Linked DNA regions of Sus scrofa: regions 1 and 2 are each linked to region 3. A link is a contact called in public Hi-C data. All regions are on one chromosome and are shown on one strand. The core of a region is the stretch at or near the end of the contact, and the rest is flanking DNA. Distances in the headings are between cores, read along the strand shown.

What was found. A called contact is a pair of places that touch in the nucleus more often than the background predicts.
Region 1: a Hi-C map of omental adipose tissue shows a contact between it and region 3, with 2.8 times the contacts expected there. The contact joins the enhancer-like site here to the promoter of PRIM2 in region 3. A contact is called at or near these places in 1 of 5 promoter capture datasets (liver), 21 of 47 Hi-C or Micro-C datasets (adipocytes, alveolar macrophages, blood and 14 more) and 1 of 2 datasets of contacts at active chromatin or transcription factors (skeletal muscle).
Region 2: a contact with region 3 is called in a Hi-C map of embryonic fibroblasts, with 5 times the contacts expected there. The contact joins the promoter of BEND6 here to the promoter of PRIM2 in region 3. A contact is called at or near these places in 3 of 47 Hi-C or Micro-C datasets (embryonic fibroblasts, epiblast stem cells and fibroblasts) and 1 of 2 datasets of contacts at active chromatin or transcription factors (skeletal muscle).

The regions. Positions count from the first base shown.
Region 1 is chr7:28,867,615-28,871,201 of Sscrofa11.1, reverse strand. It overlaps DST (dystonin), which reads right to left. Exons shown (of 101, transcript XM_021098579.1): 3 at 2,434-2,634. Among named protein-coding and RNA genes, the nearest start is that of DST, 57 kb to the right of the region's middle. Within about 2 kb of position 1,696, at least 3 of the 83 cell types and tissues checked have an H3K27ac peak or open chromatin away from gene starts, as enhancers often do. A contact at or near this core is called in omental adipose tissue, where this site is marked.
Region 2 is chr7:28,809,787-28,813,628 of Sscrofa11.1, reverse strand. BEND6 (BEN domain-containing protein 6) reads left to right here and starts at 1,706. Exons shown (of 7, transcript XM_001925201.6): 1 at 1,706-2,008. DST (dystonin) reads right to left here and starts at 1,206. Exons shown (of 101, transcript XM_021098579.1): 1 at 998-1,206; 2 at 400-434. The coding sequence starts at 1,178.
Region 3 is chr7:28,548,337-28,552,012 of Sscrofa11.1, reverse strand. PRIM2 (primase (DNA) subunit 2) reads left to right here and starts at 2,292. Exons shown (of 14, transcript NM_001244164.1): 1 at 2,292-2,363; 2 at 3,200-3,361. The coding sequence starts at 3,208.

The sequences.
Region 1 (3,587 bases), core at 447-2,946, 320 kb before region 3:
CTACTCCCTGCCTTCAACAGAGGCCCCATCACAGAAGACAACCCAAGGGTTCAGCGGGACATACCCTCCGTGATCTGGCCCTGCGGGACCCAGCCCGGCCCTGGCCCTCCAGCTGCTCTGCAAGTACCACTGTCTCCAGGGCCCTGGGTGTGGCTCCGAAGACCCACACTATGCACATCTGTCCAGCGCCTCAGCCGTGAGGTCGTGGAGGGCAGGAAGCCAGTGGCCGCAGATGGCGGGTAAGGGCTTGGCTCTGGGGGCAGCTGCCCAGGCCAGAACCCAAGACTCAGCCCCAAACACCTAACACCTTATGCAAGTTGTTTACTCCTCTGGGCCTCAGTTTCATCATCCAGAAAATGGGAATAATAACAGCATCTACCTCACAGGGTTGTTAAGTGAGTCACAGAGAATAACTCCTGTTACACAAGGAAGCCCTCAACCCCGTTAATTATTAATACATATCTGTGAATCCCTTATTTCCTGAATAAAAAAAGCTTATGTGTGGAGTTCCCTGTGGCCTCACAGTTAAGGATCCAGTATTGTCACTGCTGTGGCGTGGGTTCAATCCCCGGCCTGGGAACTTCTGCATACCTCAGGTAGAAACCCCCCACCCCCAAAAAAGCTTACATTTGTGGAATGAATTTTCTTACTACTTGATTTTGTTCCACATAGATACCAAATTCTACTTAGCCTTTGTTAAATCATGACAGGAAGACTCTCAACTCTAAATACGTGCTTATATTACAGTCGGTTAACAGGACTTTTTCTGTAAAGGAACTCAGCTTCTTGCCACTGTCACTGGCCTGGTCACTGAGTCATTCTCTGGCTTCTAGCACATTCCATGTGCATCTGCCACACAGTTACTCCACAGAAGGGCAAGTCTGTCTGAATAATTTATAGGGCCGCATTATCACAGCAAACGTAGTCAGTACCCTGTGATAAGCCACGAGGGAAAAGAATACGAAAAAGAATACACATATGTATCACTGAGTCACTCTGCTGTACAGCAGAAATTAATACAACTTTGCAAATCAACTCTACTTCAGTAAAATTTTAAAAAGAACACACATTCCCCAATCCTTGTCTATGGATTAGGGTTGCTAAATTTAGGGACTACAAACACAGGATGCCCCAAATGAATCTGTCCACACAACGGAGACAGACTCACAGACATGGAGAACAGACTTGTGGTTGCCAAGGCAGAGAGGGGAAGGGAGTGGGATGGGTGGGAGTTTGGGGTTAGTAGATGCAAACTATGACATTTAGGATGAATAAAGCAATGAGGTCCTGCTGTACAGCAGTGGGAACCATATTCAGTCTCCAGGGATAAAACCGCGGTGGCAAAGAACATAAAAAAGAAGGGATATACACATCTATGTATAACTGAGTCCCTTTGCTGTACAGCAGAGATTGGCCCAACTTTGTAAATCAACAATATTTTAACAACGACAACAACAAAACACAGGATGGCTGGTTAAAACTGAACTTCAGGTAAGCCATGAATGCGGAGGGGATTCTTTTTTCATAAGTCTAACCCATATAATATTTGGGATACATTTATACTAAAAAAAAATTACTCATTTTTTTATCTGACATTCGAATGGAATGTCAGATAAAAAAATAATGGGCTGGCTCCCACAGCACAGGAGTGACTCACTCGAAGGGAAACTTTTTTTTAATACTAAAGCACTATGAGAGTACTGCAGTCACAAAATGCTTTTTTAAAAGTTTTAAAATGTCAGTTTCTAAGCTGCAGATCCCTAAGTGTCACAGCCTGGGCCAAGGAGCCCCAACTAAGACAGAAGAGCAGAGCGCACAGGAAGCACAAAGGAGCCACACCTCCTGCTACCCTCCGCCTCCAGGAGATGCAGACAAAGGAAGGGAGATGCAGGTAAAGGAAGGATCCTGGGAAGGTATTTACTGCCCCAGGCAACAGAGAGCCCCCAGCCCCACTGCCACTTTGCTGTTGCCTCTGTTCTCGTCACTCCAGCCCTCAGCTTAACTCTGCGGCCCCATCCTTGCTCTGGACCCTGTTCTTCTGGGCCAGGATTCACCAGTTTTTCACCCCCTGCCCCCGGGAACCAGAGCTGGCCTCTTGGACACCTGCCCCAGCGCTTCCTCTGAAACCACACACCTGGATGGCACTCTGTGAGTTCACCACCAAGCGTTGGGGACACCAAGAGAAAAACCTGAGTATTTCAAGTTCATCACATTTTTTTTTTCAACCTTTTTTGGCCACCCCCAAGGCATGCAGAAGTTCCCAGGTCAGGAGTGGAACCCGCGCCACAGCAGCAAGCTGAGCCTCAGCCGTGACAACGCCAGATCCTTAACCCACTGAGCCACCAGGAACCCCCATCTGATCACTTCTTAAGACCAAAGGAAGGACGGTGGCATTCGACAACATATTCTCCCAGAAGACAGTTCTCTACTTACAGGCCTCCTGGCGGGCGCGCCTTGGACGGAGTGGTAGAATTCTGGCTGCACGCGGCTGCTCTTCTTGAGTCTTCGCTTCCTCACTGAAACCTCCTGCTCGCTCTGGTGGTGAACCTCCACCACCGGCTTGGCCTCCTCCAGCCGGGCAGCTGCTGCCGCTGCCGCCCGTCTCCGAAGGTGCCGAGGGCTGGCTCGGAAGCCCTGCAGAAACAGAGAGAACAAATGCAGCTGGGTCCTGAGTTTGCTGGGAAGGGGAACAGAGAGCCCCAAAGTCCCCCTGCTCTCGGAGGGAGTCTGCCAACACATGGGCTCAGTGTGTAGCAAGGCCTGCATGTCCTGGAAAACACCTCTTGTTCTGGGGGCCAGAGCTATTCCACAGCAAGAGCGGTTACTAGATGCAAACTATTAAATCTGGTATAGGAGCTTCCTTCATGGCTCAGCGGAAATGAATCTGACTAGCATCCGTGAAGACCCAGGTTCAATCCCTGGCCTCACTCAATGGGTTAAGGATCCCACATTGCCGTGAACTGTAGGTTGCAGATGTAGCTCGGATCCTGTGTTGCTGTGGCTATGGTGTAGGCCAGTAGCTACAGCTCCTATACAACCCTTAGCCTAGGAACCTCCACATGCCGCAGGTATAGCCCTAAAAAGACAAAAAAAAAAAAAAAAAAAAAAAAAAGGAATGGATAAGCAAGGAGGTCCTGTTGTACAGCACAGGGAACTCTATCTAGTCTCTTGGGATAGATCGTCATGGAAGGTAATATAAGAAAGGGAAGGTATGACTAGGTCACTTTGCTGTACCGCAGAAAATGGCACAACACTGCAAATCAACTATACTTTGATATTTTTTTAATGTAAAAAAAAAAAAAAAGGAGGTGGGCACATTGCTTTACTTGTGTGCATATAAGTCCGACTAAGTAGGAAGAAGGGGCTCCTTGTGGGCGTGAAGATGGTTTAGGGATGGGACCCAGCATTACCCCAGGGAAGGGCCACTCCGCATTCCCGGAAAGTGCACCACAGGAAGGAAGGCAGGATGCAAGGCATCGCCGTGAAAAACCGTAAGTGAAGATCTAAGACCAATGGAGGACCAGCAGACACATGGAAAAATGCTCAACATCACTAATTATTAGAGAAATGCAAATCAAAACTACAGT
Region 2 (3,842 bases), core at 457-2,956, 260 kb before region 3:
ATGGGTCAGACTGCTCCGCACTAACTCTCTAAAAGCTCCTTCGAGTGGCTGGACACCCAAGCCAGCAGCCGGCCGACTGCGCCCAAAAGCTTCCGGCCAGTTACAAGATCGCCAAAGAAGCCGACATCCACCCCGGGGGCGAAGTTCCTGAGGTCTGACCGATTTTAGGGGCCGTTTCTCCCCTCCCAGCGCTGCGGCTCCATGACACGAGAAATGTGCTAAAACCGTTCCCCGGGCGCTCATGTTAGGGAGTCGCTTAAAAGGAAACATGTCCCTTTCGGCTTGGGAGCAGCGTGCTCACCATTCAACACCCTACTGGTTTCTGAACACGCAAGTCATTACTATTGCTACTCTGGAAAGAGAACTTCTGACCTTGGGCGTGCGCGCTAAATAAATTACCTCGGAACGAAAGTGGTGAGATCTCAAAACAGCATCTGGGGAGAAAAAACAAAAAACGAGGCTTCAATTAACTCCTTGTGCTTCACCTGCCGAGTCACCGACGACTCACCTGGGAGACCAGGGTCGGGGAGGCGCGTTGCAGACGCCTGGGGACAGCCTGCAAGGCGGGTTGGCTACGAGGCCATCAGTCTCTACATGACTTCTCCGCGAGAAGTTGTAGGGAAAGTTCTGGGGGAGTTGGGGAGCCCCGAACTGTCCATGCCACACTTTCCCACCCCACACCTCAGGCCGGGGTTGGGGGAGGTGAGGAGACCGCCACAGCCCGGACTCCGCTCCAGTCACCCACAGGGCTTAAGCAAGCTGACACCGAGCATCTGGTGCGTTCCTCCCTCACCGCGCTCTGCCTTGCCGCGGTCACCCCAACCTGGGGGGCCGGAGAAGGGGGACAGGGACCTTAAACATGGAAACGCACTCGGCCGGGGGAGCGGGCGAGGACGGCGAAGGAGCGGCAGCGCCGAAGGCAGCGAGCGCGCTTCCCTCTCCAAATCGGCTTAAAGGCTCCTCCTGGCCCGAAGAAACCCGTCGCGGTGTGTCTTACCTCGGCTCCTTGAACGGCCCGAAAAGACCGATTTCATCGGATGCCTCCCCTTCTGGAGCCTGCGGTGCCAGCAGCAGAAGAAGATGATGGTGGCGATGGTGCCCAGCAGAAGCAACAAGAGGAAGAGGGCACATTGGATGCTGTAGGGTCTCAGCAAGACGAGAAAAGCGGCGGCGATCATGGTGCGGGCGAGGCGGGGGCGGCTGGCGGCGGGGCTGGAGGGCGGCGGCACAGGCACCCGCGCGGGGCGCACGCGGAGCGGCGGGCACGGGCGAGCGCGGCTCAGCGCGTCATGCCCGGCGCTCGCGGCCCCGCGCCCGGCCCAATGGCTGCGCACCCGCGCCCGCCGCGCTACGCGAGTGAGCCCGGACTGCGGGCAGCTCTGGCCATGACTCAGCAGACGACGACCCGGCAGGCACTTGGCGGCCGGGAGCCCTCCCCGCCCCCCCCAGGCTCCCCCGCCCCCGTCCGTGCGCAGCCCCCGGGCGTAGCCCCGCCGGAGACGCTGAGGGCGGGGAGGGGCAGCGCCGCCGCCGCGGCCACCCGGGCTCCGTGCATCGTCCTGCGGCCGCCGCCGGCCTCGGCATCCCCGAAGCCGGGAACACGTGGGGCGGGGCGGGGACGCGGCGGCCCGCGGGGGGCGGGAGTGGGGCGCCGCGGCGGGGGTTCGGCGGATGACATCACGGCCGGGCTGCGGCAGCGCGGGCGCGCGGACATGGCTGCGGCGGCGGCCGCGGGCTGCGCTCGGGCCTGAGCGCCCAGCGCCTTCCCGCGGGGCCGCCCGCCCGTCCTCGCCGTCCGGGGGGCACGGGCCGGGCGCCCTTCGGCTCCCGGACTCCCGGGCTGCCACCAGCCTGCCGCTGCCGGATCGCTGGGGAACCCGGCGACAGGGGGCGCCACGGAGCCGGGGGTAGACCGCGAGGCGCCGGCGGGAGCCTTCAGGCGGTGCTGCCCCACCTCCCACCTCCCCGCGCCCCGCCCCGAGGCTGGGGCTTTGGAGGATGCAGCCGGGTGAGCTATTGCTTGCGGGGGGGTTCCTCGCACGCGGAAGCGTGAGCCCGGGGCAGGGCCTTCCCTGGAATCGGGGTCCCCCACGACTGGGGGCCCGCCCTCTTCGGCCCCTCAAAACTGGGCGCGCTCCCCAGCGGAGCGCTCCGGTCTGCGGACTTGAACTCTTCCCCCCCTGACGGGGCGCGGTTTCGCAGCCGAGTAACGGTCACTTTGCATCCTCTCATAACCATGCGTTGCGTTGACCCTAAAACCTTGCCTTTTTTAGTGCACTTGAAGGGAGAGGCAGATTCAGATTTAGGGAACCGTCAGATGGAGGAAGTTGGAGACTGGCTTGTAAATGTTTTGCGGAGAAATTTTGTAGGAGACCTGAGGAGATGATGTTCACACTCAAACGCACACACTCCCTCTCGCCCCCTCGCCTTTCTTCTCAACCAGCGAAGGCGGCCAGGAGATTTTCCCGGGGTAGCTGGCGCAGTGCGGACGCGGGTGGCGCGGCGGGGGCGCTGCAGTGACGTCCCTGCGGCCGCCTGGCCACCTGGACGGACCGCTGCGGCAGCGACCTCGACCGGCTGGCCGGCGCCGTGCCACGTCCTGCGGCTCTGAGCCAGTGCTGACTTTTCCCGCGTGGGGTTGGTTTTTTGCTTAATTTACTCGCATAAGGAAACTGCAGTGTATAGTAACAAGGGAGCACTTGCGTGCATTTGTGGAGTTTCTAATAACCATCAAGGTAGCCTCTTTGGACTACTTAGAAGACTTGAAGAAATTGTGTCGTAAAAATTAATTTGTAAAATTCTGGAAAGAAGTTAAAGAATCAAGGGCAATAAAGTTTTCTTATTTGCTTGTAGGATCGCAAAATCAATGTGGTTTTATGTCAAAATCAAATGTACAGCTCTACTTAAAGGCTTAACCATTGCCTTCTGTGTAGCCAATAAAGAGCACTCAAAAAGGCATTGCCTAATGTATTTGTTAAATGCCAGATTCATCAACATGAGAAACAGTGGATTGAGTTTTCTTCTGCACAACCTGTTTCCTGAAACAAAATAAGCATTAACTCATTTTTCCGGTTTGAAGATAGACCGTGCTTGCAGATGCTTTGTAAGGTGAGAATGGTGAATCAGGGTGCCCACTGCACTGCAGGGCAAGATGAGCTTCCTGGGTCCCTGGCTCTCAGGCAGGTAGCACTGCTTCTCCTGCAGGTGACTCAGAGGTGCCCTGCAGCCGCAGCCTACTGCAGTGAGAGACCACATTCCCACCCGTTGAACTAAGCTTATGGAAGGGAAGCCTGGGAGTCCACCCTGCAGGGCACATCAGGAAGGGAATTCTGTACCTGCATTGCCTCACAGTGGCCAGGTGGAGTAATTTAAAACAACAACAAAACTGAATTCACCTTCCGCAAACATTGGGAGAAATAACTAATAGAATGTAAGAAGGTCATCTTTACTTTATACCTCTCTTTGGCTAAAATTTGTGAGAGAACTGAAATGGCATAAATAGCCTTGAAACAGCCTAAGACCACAAACACAACAGAGTAACCAATTTACCCCAAACTGTGCCTTTATAACAACAAAAAGCAACTAAATATCAATTATGGTTTTCTGAACTATGACTTTAGCACAATTGTTATCATCCTGCAGTCTAGCTGCAGCCATTTATAAGCTTCAAGTGCACACAAGAACATCATTTATCTCTTTTGGCAGGCAAATACTTAACTGCCCTGCAGTAGGATTGTAGATATTTCTTTTTAGATGCGTTCATGTCTGTTCCTTGCATCAGTTTACTCAAGGATACTCGTAATAAGCGAACCAAATCGTTGAAAGAATTTAGTATTTAGGTT
Region 3 (3,676 bases), core at 1,043-3,542:
CTCATGATGTGAATATGCCCAGTGAAGTTATTTGGTCAAGGTCCTTTCAGGGCTCATAATAAATATAATTATAGCATACTCCAGAATTATGGCACCACAGTCAATTCCCATGTGAGTTCATCATACTGTGCTCTGCCCAATACTGAGTATTTTCATTGTAAAATCGGCCAGTTTTTAAATTAGGTTAATTCTTTTGGCTGTACCTGTGGCATATGGATGTTCCTGGGCCAGCTATTGAACTGGCGTCACAGCAGTGACCCAAGCCACTGCAGTGACAATGCTGGGTCCTTAACCTGCTGCTCCACAAGAGAACTCCTGTAAAATCTGCCAATTTTGTAGTAGAAATTTTCTTTCATGCCAATAATAAACATTTTTTTCACATTTTATCATTAGTTATTTTGCCTATGGGTTATTTATTGCTATTCTTTTTCCATTTGTGTCTTATGATTTTTCCCAGTTAATTTACATAAGTTTTTTACATGGTATTAGCCTTTTTCTTTTTTTTGTTTTTTTTTGGTCTTCTGTCTTTTTAGGGCCGCACCTGAAGCATATGGAGTTTTCTAGGCTAGGGGTTGAATGGGAGCTGCAGCTGCTGGCCTACGCCATAGCCACAGCAACACAGGATTCAAGCCACATCTGCAACCTACACCACAGCTCTGGGCAACACCAGATCCTTAACCCACTGAGCAAGGCCAGAGATTGAACCCGAACACTAATGGATACTAGTTGGGTTTGTAGTCCCCTGAACCACTACAGGAATTCCCCCAAATTTTATGTTTTTATAGTCAGATCTTTAGATACTTTTAAAAAAAAATTTAAAAAAAATTTTTATGGTTGCACCTGAAGCACATGTAAGTTCCCAGGCTGGTGGTCAAACTGGAACTGCAGCTTCAGATTGTGCCAAGCCACGGAAACACCAGATCCGAGGGGCATCTGTGACCTACATCACGAGTTGTGGCAATGACAGATCCTTAACCCACTGAGAGAGGCCAGGGATCCAACCCACATCCTCACGGAGACTATGTTGAATCCTAACCCACTGAGCCACAATGGGATATTTAAATTCCTTCTCTATCCAGAGATCAGAATAACATTCATATAAATGTTTTTACGGTCTGTGATCAAGGTTTTTTTCAGGCAGTCCTTATGCTTTCAGGTGTCTTCATCAGACCAGGTGGTATTATTTATGTGTCTGATGCAAGAAGGAATTAAGGTGAGGAATGGTATGTTAGTGGAATTGGCACAGCCTGGTGGTTAGCACTGTGGTGCTTGCAGTGTCTCCCAGACTTTGAATCTAGCTCTCCCACTTACTATGTGATCTTTATGTCACTTAGCGTCTCTGTTCTAGGTTTCCTTATCTTTCAAATGGGTTAATAATAGAACCAACTTCAGATGGTTATTGGAATAAAATGAATTGATCTGTTAAGTTCCTTAGAGCAAGTCCTGGTGGAGGCTGGATAGGTGCTCTGAAGCTTGACATTGTTTCAGTACAGTTGGCATTTCTAAAATTTTAAACATTTCAGAGCGCTCCTCACCTCCCATCTTTACTAGAGCCTGCCACTGCTACTTTGGTAAGCGAGACACGCCCGCCCCCTGGAGGCCTCAAGTGAAGTTTATTTCCCGCTCTGGAAAAGTGTCTAGAGCACATCGCGGAGCTGGTGTGGCTCCCAGCTTGCAGCCGCAGATCCACTTTCTCCTCAGGGTTTTGCACCTGCTCGCCTCTGCGCCTCATTTGTAGACCCGGAGCAACTTCCGTATGCACGCATGCACTCATTCATTCCAGCTCACTTCAGATCCAGCTCACTCCAGACACTCTGCGGGGCGCTCGCCGTGCACGAGTCGTTGGTGGGGAGTGCACTGGGCATAGAACCCGACCGCGTGGGGGCTGCCGTCCATGAGAAAAAAGATTAGGTGTTGTACGGAGATGGGCAAGTTCCTGCTTTCGCGTCTGTACAACCGGGGCCACACGACCCTCCTTACAGGGTTCCTGGAAGATTGACCAGAGTCCCTAAGCAGGGGGCGGGTGCAGGAGGACCGCGCCGCCGGGTGGATGCGCGCTCGGCCCCGCCCTCAGCGCTCGCCCGCTCCAGGTCGGGCCGCTTCCCAGCTTCTCCTCTCTAGAGCTAGCGGTTCCACGCACGGGGAGCACAGCCCAAGACACGTGAAACGTTTTTAACCTGCTGCAACGATCCCGTCTACACCCAGCACCGCACAGAGCATGCGCAGGCCCGCGCATGGGCGGGACCTCGGAGGGAGGGCCTGGGGCCCAGCAACTTCCGCTTCCGGCCCCATATGAACTCTCCCGCCACTCGGGAAAAGCGGTTGTTTGGGTTTGTTCGGCTTCACGTTTGCTGTGGTTGCAGGTTAGAGGCACCACCGCGGGTTTAGGGCGGGCAGCAATCCTGGTGTGGAGGCTTGCTAGTCTGGAAAAGGGACGAGAGCTTTGGGGCGACGGGCGCCGAGGGCGGGTATAGGGTATGGGTCGCTCATCAGTGTCCCCGGGGCTGATTGACCGCCCGGGGATGGGGGGAAGGGGAGGGGGCGGGGTCTTCGCTGGGTTCCTGGGGATGCTGCTGAGGGGGGGGGACTGCTGAAGATGCTCTGAGGGGGGCTGCTGAGGGGCGCTGATTGGGGGTGCAGCTGAGGATGCTGTTGAAGATACTGCTGAGGGGGGCTGATAGGAGGGCTACTGAGGATGCTTCTGAGGGGGGCTGCTGAGGAGGGTTCCGACACCCGTAACTCCAAAGATCGCTGTCTGTCTGCCAGGGTCCTAAGGTGGGAAGCGGATAGCTGGACCCGGTCCACTGAGGCTCGGTAGCCAGAATCAACCCTGGTTTCCTCCAATTCAGGACTGCAACTCCCATGAATTCTTGGGACGGCAAAGACCTAAGGGTGGTGGCACACAGTCCTCTAAGTGACCAGGCAGCGTCATCTGACATTGATGTTGCTGGAAGTCAGGACCACTGCCTGTGTCTCCTCAGCTCACACCGCTTTCCCACCGGCTTTACACAGGTGTTACAGATGTGTTGTGGAAAGGGTGGAACACACAGAAGACGTGACTCAGGGATGCTACTGTTAACACTTTGCGCATGCTTCAACTCAGCTATCTTCCCCTCTGTGCATGTGGAGTTATTTTTGCATTTTTGTTTCTAACTCCACTTTCAATCATTTTAACTTTTTTTTTTTGCTTTCTTCCAAGGTACCAAGATGGAGTTTTTTGGAGGAAAGCGGAGGAAACTGAGGTTGGCAGATGACCAAAGGAATGCTTGCTATCCACATAGCCTTCAGTTTTATTTGCAACCACCTTCTGAAAACATATCTTTGACAGAGTTTGAAAACTTGGCTTTTGAGAGACTTAAGTGTGAGTGATTTGAGTTTGAATTTATATATTCTTTTTAAAAAATTTTTATTTTATGACTGCACCTGTGGCATATTGAAGTTCCCAGGCCAGAGATTGAATCTGAGTTGCAGGTGTGACCTACACTACAGCTGTGGCAATGCTGAATTCTTTAACTCGCTGTACCAGGCTGGGGGTTGAACCTACACCTCTGCAGAGACCTGAGCCACTACAGTCACGTTCTTAACCCACTGTACCACAGTGGGAACTCTGGATTTATATATTCTTGAGAACCTCATGCTTTGTGGGACTGAATTAGAATAATTTCATTTCCATTCG